Regions from separate parts of the Mus musculus genome. Here region 1 is linked to region 2. The links are chromatin contacts, called in public Hi-C maps. All regions are on one chromosome and are shown on one strand. Each heading gives the region's core, a stretch centred on a gene start, on an enhancer-like site or on the middle of the called end of the contact. The rest is flanking DNA. Distances are from core to core; before and after follow the strand shown. Region 1 overlaps Cdk19 (cyclin-dependent kinase 19). Region 2 has its middle 16 kb from the start of Rnu3a.

Region 1 (6,750 bases), core at 661-3,160, 170 kb before region 2:
TTCCTTTCCTTTCTTTTTTCCCTTTCCCTTTCCCTTTCTCTCTCTCTCTCTTTCTTTAAAACAAGAACTTTCTACAGAGCCCAGCTGGCCTATAACTCATCTAACTCAAATTGGTTTCAGATTCAGGACGCACCTGCCTCAGCGGGTACATTATGACATTTGGTGTAGGTTTCTTTTTACTTTATTCTTAACTGTGTGCGTGTGGGTGTGTCTGTGCACACGAATACAGTGTCTACAGAAGCAAGAAGATGTCAGACCCGCTTGAGCTGTAGTTGGAGGAGGCTGTGAGCTACCCAATGTGGGTACTAGGAACCAAACTTAGGTCCTTTGCAAGAGAAGCAACGGCTGACTACTGAGCAATCTCTCCATCCCTGAGCAAATTTCTTTATGAAGACATTAAAATTTTTTAACACAAAAGACTGATAAATTTTGCTACATTAAGAAAATCTCAAATCATCAAAACCAAAGAAAATTAAGTCCTCAACACAAACAGGGTAACTATTTATAAGATACCTTCTAGAAGTCAAAATGAAAAGTCAACTGAAAAATAGAAAAAAAAATTTTGACATGAAACTATAGCAAAAAAATCTATTTTAATAAAAAACAAATGGAAAGATGTTGCCCTAAGTCAGCAGGAGCACTGAGGTGGCTTTTTATCCTCTATCCTTTTTTTTTTTAATTTTATTTATTTATTTTTTAAGATTTATTATTTATTATACATAAGTACACTGTAGCTGTCTTCAGACACTCCAGAAGAGGTAGTCAGATCTCGTTACGGATGGTTGTGAGCCACCATGTGGTTGCTGGGATTTGAACTCTGGACCTTCGGAAGAGCAGTCGGGTGCTCTTACATGCTGAGCCATCTCACCAGCCCCATCCTCTATCCTTTTTATCCTCTATCCTTTTTATCCTTCCAAAAACACACCTGAGCAACAGAAGCGCAGCCGTGCTAACTCCGTCCAGTCGACTGGGAATGCACTGACACAATGTGTTTGGAAAATAATTTGGCATAATCTTGCAAAAGTGAGTAAGTGAATCACTTTGAATCCATAATTTCACTTTTACATCATACCAGAGAATGTTTGTGATGCAGTTCTTCATTTTAAGAAAATTATTGACATATCAATTAATGCACTGTTAATATTGGAAGTATTATACTGCATGAAAAAAGAAAGTCTTAAATGATACTTGTAACAGGACACTATTTCATATAGCTTAAACCCAAGCAGAGATAAATGTGGTATTTAAGCTTACGCGCAGTAAGCTAAACCTATTTTTAGACTGAAGAGAATAAATGTTTCAAAATCTAGGCCATCTGCTAAGTCGTAGGAAGAGGAAGATCCTAGGACAGGGAGAAAACAAAGCAAGCACTCTCCACTTGCTAAGTGGAAGGTTCTTAGGTCATGGTATTTTTATGGGTCTAGCATACATAAATATAGCAAACATTTTTGCATGTGCCTATTAAGATGATGGGACAACCAAGAAAACAAGGAATGGGATTGAAAGGCATTGTCTTCAAGGGTTTAAGCATTATTTTATACTCTACAGAGAAAGCCCCTTTGAGGAGGTAGCATTTGGTATAAGATCTGAAGGCAGTGCAGGAGGGAGCGTGACACCTGGCTATCTCAGGGAAGGGGCATCTAGGGAGAAAAAGAGCAACGTGAGTATCCCAGGCAAACACGTTCCTGGTGAGCTACAAGATCTGAAGAAGCAAGGCGGTTACAAGGCAGACTAGAAGGATGGCCAGTATAAAAAGGAAACCAAGGAAGGCTTTGTTTCCTGTTTCAAGTGGTTCCACTTTTTAGCACAAGCTCTTTGAGTAACAAAAACTGGCCACATTCTTGAGTCTGTATTTCCAGAGTGGCAGAGGGCTGCCACAGAGGTGCAGGTGAGCAGGGAGCTTGAGAGGAGGGGAGGCAGGAAGCTGGAGAAAGGTCAGAGGAGAAAAGATGAGCGAGCATCTAGAGTGCACAGAGCCCCTCTGCGTGCCTGTCAGATGTAAACAAGAAATCTGAGGACATGACCAGAATGAATGAGTAGGTCACTGGTGGCCCAGTAAAAGTAGTTTTTCTTCAATTACAGAAGCCAAGGTGTCCTAAATAAACAAGTTAGTGTAAAGAAGACAAAGGCAAACTCAAAGGAAGCCTCTGAAGGCCGTAAGTGAGAACCTCTGACAGGTCATGATGCTTACACTGTAACATCATCCTATTGTACAAGCTATTTTGCATACTCTTTCCCATAACACTTGTAACTCCTAAGGTCTGAGATTTTTAAAGCACTTTAAAATTCTAAGATATAAGTACAACAAAGTCTGTGACCTGGGAACGACAAATAGCTTCATAGAATAAATAAAATGTAAGGACAGGAAATAGGCTTGTGCCACTTAGCTCATTAGGAGTTCTTGTGGTCAGGTTATGTTGAAAAACAGTGCTGGCACCACCATGAAATGAGCCTGCAGGGAAGAGCAGGAGGCTCCAGGGTGTCCTTGTGACCGCATACTCAAAGCCCATGAACCATGTGCTGGCTGACATGAAGGCAGGGGCAGTAGCTGGCCTGGAGCAGGGGCGTCCTACCAATTCTTGTACAAGCCAAGAAAGGAATGCAGAGCCTGAGCAGCACTCCCAGGGTGGCCTTCAGGTGGCAATAACTACAATTACCCAGTCATTGTTCATCCTTAAGTGGGATTGCCTGCTGTCCCCTCAGAACAAGCAAATATGGCCATCCACTGGTAAAATATGGTTAACTCTTCAGAGAATTTTTTCACACTTTTTAAAGATAGAAATAATCAGGGTATAGAGGGCTACGAAACCAGGCTTAGAACAACTCTATCCCATTCTCAAGATTTCATACTGGATTGTGTCTCTGAGTTTTTAATTATTAACAGACTAACTTTAATAATTAATATATTTTTATTTACATACTACTATTAATAAATTAATAATAAAAAGGAATTGAGGTATTCAATACCCAAACCTAACACAACCACCACAAACCTTAACAGACAAAAAAAGCAAACCAAAATTGTTCTGACCCAGTTACATCCCAATTAGCACAGACCCGCACGCTTCACCAAAACTCTTCTCCTTACTGTGAACACAAAATGCCAGCTGTGAAAGAAAGTGATACTGCTGGGCTTGCACACTTTAGTTGCCATAGAAACGGCAGAAATGGCAGAAGCTGGATGCCTCAAGTTATCAGCAATAAAATCAAACAGACAAAAATCAAAGCTACAGGGTTTTAGTTAAATTCTATTCTAAAGGCAAGTCATGAAAATATGCAACAGTAGCATGATTATACAGGGCTAGTCCTTTAATATTCATATTTCTACAGAATTTAGTAATTCTTAATCCTACACAGGATACTTTATATGTACTCCTGATCTGCTTTTCTGTTTATAGGATCAATTATTTCGCAGGGTTAAATTTCCTTCAGCTAATTGGTTTATCATAAATAGAACAACCACAGCAATCCACAAACATTCTACTCCGTTTGCTTTGCACTCCCTACTTCAGCATATCTGGGAATCTCAGTATGACTCTTAACAGCACCAAAGACCAACAGCAGACACACGAGTGACCCAGTCTTGAATGGTAGGGACAGGGACTCAGAGTTAAGTTGGGTTAGTTGCTGTAACAATGGACAATGCTGGCCTGATATTAATGGCTACAACTATGCTTTCATTTAAATACAGTGTGGTACAATTCCCCTCACATTTGATACAGAAGTCAAATCCCAGGATATTTATTTTGCACACTGTTCTTCATTGTTCCCCTGAACAAATAAGATTCTGTGCTACAGAACAAATAACTACCCAACAGGAAGCACTGTGCTTTCTTTTCTTGAACAAACAGAGTAGTCATTTGCAGACATTACTCTACCGTAATTATCTATACCATAAAAAACTTCATTAATTGGATAGCTGAGCATTTAAAAATACAGCAAGGCACAGTGACTAAACCAGTAATCCCAGCATTTGGGAAGTGGATGCAGGGTTCAAAGTCTTTCTTGGTTACTTAGCAAATTCAAGGCTAGTCTAGGAAACGAGAGCCAATCTCCAAACAAACAAACAAACGAATAAATAGAGATTGCTGGACATGGTGGAATACTCCCTTAATATCAGCACTTGAGAAGCAGAGGCAAATATAACTCTATGAATTCCCAGATAGCTAAGGCTACCTAAAAACAAAGCAAAACAAGCAAACAAGCCAGCAAACAAAAAGCCAAAGGGAAAGGAGTGGGGAAGAGGGATGGGAAAGGCAGAGGTGCGAAATGCAAGAATGCGACTTCACGCTTCTAGACATTAGAGAACAGAGCCCTGCCATACACTAGTCGGCTATGGAACAAAATATGAAGTACGTTCCCAATGGTGAACACTCACAATCTACCTAGTTATGGGGTTAGGTACAAGTGTCCTTTGATGGGTAACATCCCAATTTTAATAGAAGTATCAAGAGATGAATGAACACCCTAAAATATACTAAGATTATTTCTGATATGTTTTAAAATTTTGGATTTTATTCCGGGGTTCCAAAAACCACATGTACACTAATGATCCCCAAATTAAGACTACTAGGTCTCTAATCTCCCATGTTATCTTAGAAATAGATCATATTCACAAGTACCATAAACTCCTTCCATCTAAGATTAATTTTTCCTTCTCCCTAACAAAACTGTCTTTTCCTAGTATTCCTGGGTCAACAAAAGCAGAAGTCTGACCTTGGCCCTGTCCTTGAATCTAGTCATTGCTCCTCTGCTTCTTAAGAACTAAGTATTCACAATGGCCTTTCCTCCTCTTTTTACTCATCAGCTTGCTCAGAGCTTCATGTTTTCTCACCAGCTGACTACAGCTACTTGATAGAGCTGCTGCCTATGAGTCCATACCAGCTCCATAACCCTGAGCCATCTCGCTTAAAAACTTGACTGGCCTAGGAAAACCCATATTTTAAAGACAACAATTAGGATCCACCATAACTGGTCTTCCTTGCTTTTTTGCCTTTTCTCTTTTGCAGTGATACCAACCTGTCGGTAGTTTCTTAGTCTACATCTTTATTGGTGCCATTTCTTCTGCCTGCAATGCTCCGAGACCCACTGCTTTCACCATATGAGCTTATGTGCAGTGTTCCAAGGCCCTCACCCAGCTGCTTAGGCTCCACTTCCGTGTTCTCAGTACTGTACGCTGAGCTAGTCCTTGAATGGTGTGTGTGTGTGTGGGGGGGGGGGTGTATGTGTCTGGGTTTGTGTGTGTGTCTGAGTGTGTCTGGGTATGAGGGAGAGGGAGAAGGAAAGGGAGAGCACTTGAGTATTAGGAATGAGAGCCTTGTTGCTCATGGCTAGGTAAGAGTTCTCTGTGAACTACAACCCTACCCTGTAGTTTCTTTTAAAGCATTTTTATGACTACCTGTGTATAAATTTCCCCACAATGGATCCAATGAGGGAAAGGTTATGTGTTATTGATTCTTACATTCCCAAGTGCTCAGAACAGTGTCTAGTACATATTAGGCACATTGTAGGGTAAAAGGCTTCTTTATCTGGAGCACCTAGCCATTATTGAAAATGTATTTCTAATGTATCTGTAGGCAAGAAAGTCTTCCCTTTTACGTTTTGTGTCTATAGGTGATGTAAGCTATGTGTAAATTAGAAACGTGTAATTCTAAGTACATGACTAGTTTCATTTTACCTTAAAACCAGGCTGGTCTTATCTGTAATATATCAGTTATGTTAATCCGACCTAGTACTCACATTCAACAATGCCTGCCAGCCTAGCACTGCCAGCATTAACAATGGACTTCTTTGTCTGCTATTCAGAAGTGATCGTAGGCCTGAACAGCAGGATATGGTTTTCTCTTCTCTAACAAGAACCAATAAAAAAAGCAACATTTAAAAAAAAGCTCGGTGCAAAAGAAGTGCATGTATCTGGAAGGCTATTTACCTAATACACTTCAAAGTCCAGAGGAGAAAATAAAACTATACTGCACACTGCTATCAGCAGCAGCAATAACACCGCACCGGCATTCAGGTTCAGCATTAAGAAATACATCCCACAGAAGCAACAACAAAAAAGTTTTCTATTTGCATCTATGACACTCATTCAAATAAAATTAACTTAGAAAAACAATGTCTCTGTTCCAGGGTTAGTCACAGCCCTCACAGTCCAAAGCCCCATCTACGGGCTTGCTTCTTCCTCTTTTACTTTTTATTTAGTTTAATTTTTATCTGTGTGTCTTGTTCATTCTCATTATAAAAGAAATAAAGCGTATCAGAGAACAGCGGCAAACTGAGCTCTCTCTAACTGAACACTCAGGCCTCCCGCAGACTCTCCCCAGGCCAGCTCTGGCAATCTCTAGGCACACTGACTCAGTTCCTTGCCTCTACAAGTCAATGTACGCTCAGAGGACAATAGAACCGTCACCCGTGACCTGAAGAAAGCAAAGTGTGTCAGTCTTACGTGAGAGATCCCTGAGTGCTCAATAAGAGATCTGAACACTGCCAGTACTGGTGACCACCTGGGTAACCATTTATCACAACTTATCAACTTGTAATTAAAGTGGAAATAGCATTTTATATAAATTTTGCCATCAAGATTGATGGCTAGTTTAGTGTTAATATAACCAGCCTCCTTCAAAACCTTAAGGCTCCTGCTCCTGTCTATGGCCTTTGGTTTTGTCTGCTTTTCTCTTTGTAGCTATTTTTATTTTTGTTTATGTGTCTTTGTGTGTGTGCAAATGTGCACATGTACACCGCCTGGATTAA
Region 2 (7,338 bases), core at 409-2,908:
AACAAAACAATCAAACAAACAAACAAAACAGGCTGGAGTATTTATTTATTTATTTATTTATTTAGTTAGTTAGTTAGTTAGTTAGTTAGTTAGTTTTTCAAGACAGGGTTTCTCTGCGTAGCCCTGGCTGTCCTGGAACTCACTTTGTAGACCAGGCTGGCCTCCAACTCAGAAATCCGCCTGCCTCTGTCTCCTGAGTGCTGGGATTAAAGGCGTGCACAATCCACCAGCCACCTCACAACTCTCACTTCAAAGGAAATAGAGTTATCTTGTTTTGGAGCCAAATGTGAGTGGAACACAGGTTTGGGTTAACCCAAAACCAAACAAAACTGTTTCTAGCTGTGGCGTGGCTCATCCTTGAACACACAGCTTTAATCCTCTAGCTGGAATGCAGACATACCTTTAATCTCAAACAAAAAAAGGTAAAATGAGTTCATAGAAGCATCCATGTTTGAAAATGATGTCCAATTGAGTGACAAAGTGACGATGAATCAGAACTCTGTGAGTTCAAGACCAGTCTGGTCTACAGAGCAAGTTCCAGGACAGACAAACCTGTCTTTAAAAACAACAAAACCAAAAAAAAATATTTTTTTATAGCCGGGTGTGGTGGCACACACCTTTAATCCCAGCACTCGGGAGGCAGAGGCAGGTGGATGTCTGAGTTCAAGGCCAGCCTGGTCTACAAAGTGAGTTCCAGTATAGCCAGGGCTATACAGAGAAACCCTGTCTTGAAAAAAACAACAACAAAACAAAACAATAAACAAACAAATCCCCACAACCCCAAAACAAAATAAATAAAAAACTTGTTTCTCTCTTTTGCTTTCTTCCTTCCCTTCATTTTTCCCCCAACACCCTCCATCCCTTACATTTTATTCTCTTCCAAATTCACTAGTTTTCAAGAACGCTAAAAAGATAAAGTACTCTACCAGAAGGCTTTCCTTGGAATGAGCTCAGAGAGGCTGCAGGCTCTCCTACCAAGATCAGAACCTGTTACCCCAAAGCAGTGTCCTTCTGGAAACAAACATTTGAATGAATGTAGTAATCAATGATCCGGAATCCTTACAAGCTAGTCCCTTTCCTGTTGATCGTGACCATCATCGACTATTAACTTAGTATCTTTGTTGTGAAGTACCAGGCTTACAAGGTGCAAGACACAGCAAGTGCATCTTCGCTGAGCTGAACTCAAAGATTAACAGGCAATATAGACCATTCCTCACTGTGCTGAGCCACCAGGGTGCTGCAGTTTAATAAAAGTCTATAAACAGCCCGCTAGTACTTCCTAGAGGGGGATGAACCTGTTACGTGGGTCATCTATTTAATTAGCATAAAGGAAACATGAATATTTTGTGTGGAATGTACTTGCTCCATATGTGATCATCTGATGATACTTATTATCTAGCTGCAAGACATTTTGTATAGTAAGATGGGATAGAGATTTGAACAAGGCTATATCCCTCCAGTAGTTTACACTCTCCAGAGTGGAGACTGGTCCTATCAGGACAAGTGCCTGAGGAAGGAGGGATGCTCAGAAGACCGGAACCCTGATAGGAACCGGGACTTCTTGACATCTGTACTGGGCTATCTTGAGAGCACAGTGAGCTCTTTTTACAGCAAGTGCTGGCAGACTGCTGTAATTGTGGGTGTCGCGGTGATGATGGAGTGCCTCATATTTCATTACCGAGTGAATGACACTGCAGTTCGGTCTCTGTCCTCTGCTCACTGTTGTTAGTTCTGTCTCAACCACAAGATCCTTTTGTTCCTAAAAAGGAACAGGGCTGCTGGCAATATGGGGCCTTGGTGTTACGCAGCCCAGTTCCCCTATTTTTTGAAGCAGGCAGAAGCAGCTGAAGAGCTTGCTTATAGTGTCAGGGTACAGCTCAGAGGTGGAGCTCTGGCCTAGCGCATATGGGGTGGGAAAAAGGTCCCAAGTATTTTTCTTTTTGCTTCTTTATTGAGAGCGATCCTTGTAGTCGTGCTTTATGCTCTGCTATATGTGTATAGACACATCTCTCACATCTCTAGTATTCTTCACAACCAATCCAGAATGTGACCTTGGGAGCAGAAAGTCAGCCCTGTTCTGTGGACTCTGCTGCCAATTCCAGCACTTCAAGGTTATGCTTACAGTGAACCTTTGTCATTTCTCAGGAGACTGTCAACCCTGTTAAATACAACAATCACAAGAACATTTAAATTACCTTTTCTTTTTCTTTTCTTTTCTCTCTCTTTCTTTCTTCTTTCTTTCTTCTTTCTTTCTTTCTTTCTTTCTTTCTTTCTTTCTTTCTTTCTTTCTTTCTTTCTCTCTTTCTTTCTTTTTTTTTTTTTTTGATTTTCATAACAGGCTTTCTCTGTATAGCCCTGGCTGTCCTGGAACTCACTCTGTAGTAAATTACTTTTTCTTAGTGTTTTACAGATGGATGGACACACACACACACACACACACACACACACACACACACACACACACACACTGACATAGGGTCTCACTTTTACTCAGAATAGCCTGAGACTCACTGTGTAGCCCAAATTGGTTTGTGATCTTCCTGCTTCAGCCTTACAGGGGCTACAGATAGATAAAGGATCTGTTAAAAGTTGTGTGTGTGTGTGTGTGTATGGTATATGTGCTGTGTGTGTTGTGTGTTTCTGTGTGTGTATGTGTTGTGTGTTTCTGTGTGTGTGTGGTATGTGTGCTTCTGTGTGTGTATGTGTTGTGTGTTTCTGTGTGTGTGTGGTATGTGTGCTGTGTGTGTGTTGTGTGTTTCTGTGTGTGTGTGGTATGTGTGCTGTGTGTGTGTTGTGTGTTTCTGTGTGTGTATGGTATATGTGCTGTGTGTGTGTTGGTGCTCATGCACCATAGAGTTCATGTGGTGGTCAGAAGTCAGCTGTCAGAAGTCATTTCTCTTCTACCTTGAAGGATTTGGGGATTGAACTTAGGCAGTTCTACTTACTGAGACAGCTTGCTGACCTTAAAATAACTCGTCTTTCTTCTCCTCTGCCTCCTTCTTCTTCCACTTCCCCCTCTTCCTCTTTTTCTTCACCCCCTCCCCAAGATTTATCTATTTTATGTATATGAATACACTGTCATTATCTTCAGATACACCAAAGGAGAGCATCCGATCCCATTACAGATGGTTGTGAGCCACCATGTGGTGGCTGGGAATTGAGCTCAGGATTTCTGGAAGAGCAGTCAGTTCTCTCTCTCTCTCTCTCTCTCTCTCTCTCTCTCTCTCTCTCTCTCTCTTATATGTAAGTACACTGTAGCTGTTTTCAGACTCACCAGAAGAGAGCATCGGATCTCATTATGGATGGTTGTGAGCTACCATGTGGTTGCTGGGATTTGAACTCAGGGCCTTTGGAAGAGCAGTCAGTGCTCTTAACCTCTGAGCCATCTCTCCAGCCCCTCTTCTTTTTGAGACAGGTTCTTACTATGTAGCCCTGGCTTTCCTGGAACTCACTATGTAGACCAGGTTGGTCTCTAACTCACAGAAATCTGTTTGCTTTTGCCTCCTGAGTGCTGGGATTAAAGATGTGTGCCATTTCACTTGGCAAAGCTTCAACTTTAAGTGAAACTGAGAGGTCCAAAAACCTTGGGAATAAAAATTTGAGTTCCCCGGAAAGTATGCTGGGCTCCTCAGAAGAAGCCACTGACAATGGGCCTTTAGTCAGTGATGGCCCCGACTTAGGGAGGCCAAGTCTGGAGATGAGTCAGCCCTGGACACCTGGATGGAGCAGATAACAAGGCCAGAACTGAGCTGGCTTCTGAGACTCCTCAAGGTCTCTCCAAATACAGATAAACCAACATAGCAACCAATCAAACTTGTGCTAATGTTGCTGCTTTGTCTCTACCAATCATGTCAGAGGTTGCCTAAACCTTCTGGAAAGTTCCCCTAGGTCTGCATAAAAACGGCCCACGAGCCCCTCAAGTCGTTGCCATTTTGATGAACAGTTGATCTATTCATGCTGGCTGTTTCTGCAGAATGGATGTTCTTTGTCTTTGCATACCATCTGAGTCTGGGGTCTGTCTTCCTTCAGTGATTCTTGGACCCTAACAAATATGATTGTATTTGGTATGCAATATAATTCTAAATAGAAGTGTATGTGGAGTTTTGGTAATATTTATTTTTATTTTGTGCGTATGGGTGTTTTGCCTGTATGTAAGTCCTGTGATGCACAGGATGCTGGGGACACCATGTGAGTTAGAGCATGGTTCTGCGCTCTGTTTGTGGCATCCATCGTTTCATGGAATACAGACCTTATGAGAAATTGACAAGGAAAAAACCCCAAACCAAGCAAAGCCTGTTACTAGTTAGGTAAAGTTCGGCCTTCCCTTCCTAAAGTGTGTCCAAAGTTAGCAGGGTCTTACAGAAAGGGGCTTACAATGCCTATTTGTTCCTGGGTTACAGTAATGTCCACATAGAAAAGCCCCTGACCAGCTGGGAGGCAAGGCAGGCGGATTTCTGAGTTCGAGGCCAGCCTGGTCTACAAAAGTGAGTTCCAGGACAGCCAGGGCTATACAGAGAAACCCTGTCTTGAAAAAAAAAAAGAAAGAAAGAAAGAAAAGCCCCTGCTGTGTGGCTGGTTGGTGGTGGCACTTGACTTTAATCCCAGCAGTCTAGAGTCGGAGGCAGGCAGGTCTCCATGAGTTCAAGGCCAGCTTGGTCCACAGCAAGTTCTAGGACAGGCACGGCTGCATTTCCACACCGGGAAGCTCAGAAGGATAGGGTTGTAACCCAGGTTAGGTGTGTGCACAGATCTGCCCTCTTCAACATGAGAAAGAGGTGTGTTCTGAAGACTTATGTTCAGAAACAGGCTCAAGACATTAATTGTTGCTATAAAACTCTTGTGCATAGAAATGGGCTTGGTTTATACTGTCCGGTCCTATCACACTGCTCTGTGACAGAAAGGAACTTCCTACCCAGGTGCCACCCTCTCAGAGTCAGCTGCGGGAACTCAGTGTACTTTACAGTGCACAGCACTGTCCTTGACTGCCTTTCCACACTTGCTGTTCAGAGCTCATGGCTATGACAGCATTATTGTTTTATTTTTTTTAAAGATTTATTTATTTATTTTATGTATATGAGTACACTGTAGCTGTGCAGATGGTTGTGAGCCATCATGTGGTTGCTGGGAATTGAACTCAGGACCTCTGCTTGCTCCAGCTCCGCTCTCTCTGGCCCAAATATTTGTTTATTATTATATGTAAGTACATTGTTGCTGTTTTCAGACGCACCAGAAGAGGGCATCAGATCTCATTACGGGTGGTTGTGAGCCACCATGTGGTTGCTGGGATTTGAACTCAGGACCTTCAGAAGAGCAGTCAGTGCTCTTAACCACTGAGCCATCTCTCCAGCCCCCTATGGCAGCTTTAATACAACAGCATCCGTGCTGATCACTCCATGTACCCTTAATAGACTCTGCTGAGGCTTATGGGTTTCTCTAGATATTTATCTTATTTATGTGTGCGAATGTTTGCATGCATGTAAGTGTGCTGTGTGTGTGCCTGGTGGCCACCAAGACCACCAAAATCTTATCCAAATGGTTATGGTGAAAGAAGCTCCCTTTTATGATAGGGTATCCACTTTGGTACCCATCATTTGTCTCTGACTCCAGTCCCTGCAAGATAAGTTCCCAGTAACCCTGACTCAGGGACCCCAACCCAAAAACGTACAGCTGTGACGATCGTCTTGCTATGACATGACTAACTGCTCTTTTTTTGCTTCTGTAACTTGCTTATTTAGACACCCCAAGATTATTTTGAGTTGCCTTACTCACTTAACTTGGTGGGACAGAACAGTTTTTGCTTGCTTGTGTAGATATTGATGGTCTTCATCTGGTCTTCAATCCTGACAATGCAGGATAGAAATTTAACTCAGTGTGTATACATCTGATGCACAATGCAATCCGATAACGCTCCAATTTAATTACAGCTTCAGCTAAGAAACAACCCAGCAATGGGAGTGTAGATGATAAAAACAAAGTGTTAGAAGTTCAAAGGTGTGCTGGAGACATGGCTCAGAGGTTAAGAGCACTGACTGCTCTTCCAGAGGTTCTGAGTTCAATTCCCAGCAACCACATGGTGGCTCACAATCATTCATAATGGGATCTGATGCCCTCTTCTGCTGTGTCTGAAGACAGCTACGGTGTACTCATATGCATAAATAAAAAAATAAATAAATCTTTAAAAAAAAAAAGAAGTTCAAAGGTAATCAATCACCTACAAGTAAAACAACTCTCGTTCAATTCTTCCCACTCTGAAGAGCACCCTTCCATATGGGGCTTGGGAAAGAAAGGGCATCTTTGTTGAGCCCAGTGACTCCAAAGTGAGCAGAGTGTGGCTCCCTTTCTTCTCCATTCACTAGAGCACCTCTCAACCCTTGGGCAAGCATCTACCGACTGTATTAATTGTTCTTGCAGCTAGATTTTTATCCACCATTGTTCAAGTCAGAAGCTGTTACAGTTTGAGAAGGATGCTGTCAGCAGTGATTACTATCTGCCTGGGTGGGTTTGCTGAGAAGGCTGATACTAGACTCCAGTTACCCAGGCAGACTGTTCTCCAGCTGGGAGTTAGGACTGGCTGAGCATGGTACCTCACACTTGTAATCCCGGCACTTAGGTGGAGGCAGGAGTTTCCGAAGGTCAGAACTTGTCTTGGATTCATGGCTAGTTCAAGGATAGCCTGGGGTGCAGGAGACCCTGCTTCAGCTTTCCAACTACCACTGCATGGGGCATCTGGGCGGATCCCCAAAAGTTCATTTTTACAAATATGGCTATAGAAGTTCTAGAAACTGTCAAAAGACACATGGTAAGACAATCTAATTTTTAAAAAAAGATTTATTTATTTATTTATTTATTTATTTAATGTATATGAGTAGCTGTACAGATGGTTATGAGCCTTCATGTGGTTGTTGGGAATTGAACTTAGGATCTCTGCTCTCTCCAGTCAACCCTGCTTGCTCCGTCGGCCCCACTCACTCTGGCCCAAATAATTATTTTATTATTATATGTAAGTACACTGTAGTCGTCTTCAGACACACCAGAAGAGGACGTCAGATCTCATTATGGATGGCTGTGAGCCACCATGTGGTTGCTGGGATTTGAACTCAGGACCTTCGGAAGAGCAGTCAGTGCTCTTACCTGCTTAGCCATCTCGCCAGCCCGACAATCTAATTTTAAGAGTTATTGTAGGCCGGGCAGTGGTGGCATACGCCTTTAATTCCAGCAGTTGGGAGGCAGAGGCAGGCAGATTTCTGAGTTCGAGGCCAGCCTGGTCTACAGAGTGAGTTCCAGGACAGCCAGAGCTATACAGAGAAACCCTGTCACAAAAAAAACAAAAACAAAAAA

Evidence for each region. Hi-C and Micro-C count contacts between places; a contact is called where the count stands out from the background.
Region 1: a Hi-C map of bone marrow-derived macrophages shows a contact between it and region 2, with 26 read pairs. The contact joins two enhancer-like sites. A contact is called at or near these places in 8 of 484 Hi-C or Micro-C datasets (the G1E-ER4 cell line, Th2 cells, bone marrow-derived macrophages and 3 more), 6 of 115 datasets of contacts at active chromatin or transcription factors (the HPC-7 cell line, bone marrow-derived macrophages, embryonic stem cells and 2 more) and 5 of 9 other capture datasets (adipose tissue, bone marrow-derived macrophages, embryonic stem cells and 2 more).

Annotation. Positions count from the first base shown.
Region 1 is chr10:40,443,206-40,449,955 of GRCm38.p6, reverse strand. All of the region lies in intron 4 of Cdk19 (cyclin-dependent kinase 19), which reads right to left. Among named protein-coding and RNA genes, the nearest start is that of Gm32234, 7.5 kb to the left of the region's middle. Within about 2 kb of position 1,910, at least 92 of the 459 cell types and tissues checked have an H3K27ac peak or open chromatin away from gene starts, as enhancers often do. A contact at or near this core is called in the G1E-ER4 cell line, the HPC-7 cell line and bone marrow-derived macrophages, where this site is marked.
Region 2 is chr10:40,270,536-40,277,873 of GRCm38.p6, reverse strand. No RefSeq gene overlaps it. Among named protein-coding and RNA genes, the nearest start is that of Rnu3a, 16 kb to the right of the region's middle. Within about 2 kb of position 1,658, at least 93 of the 459 cell types and tissues checked have an H3K27ac peak or open chromatin away from gene starts, as enhancers often do. A contact at or near this core is called in the G1E-ER4 cell line, the HPC-7 cell line and bone marrow-derived macrophages, where this site is marked.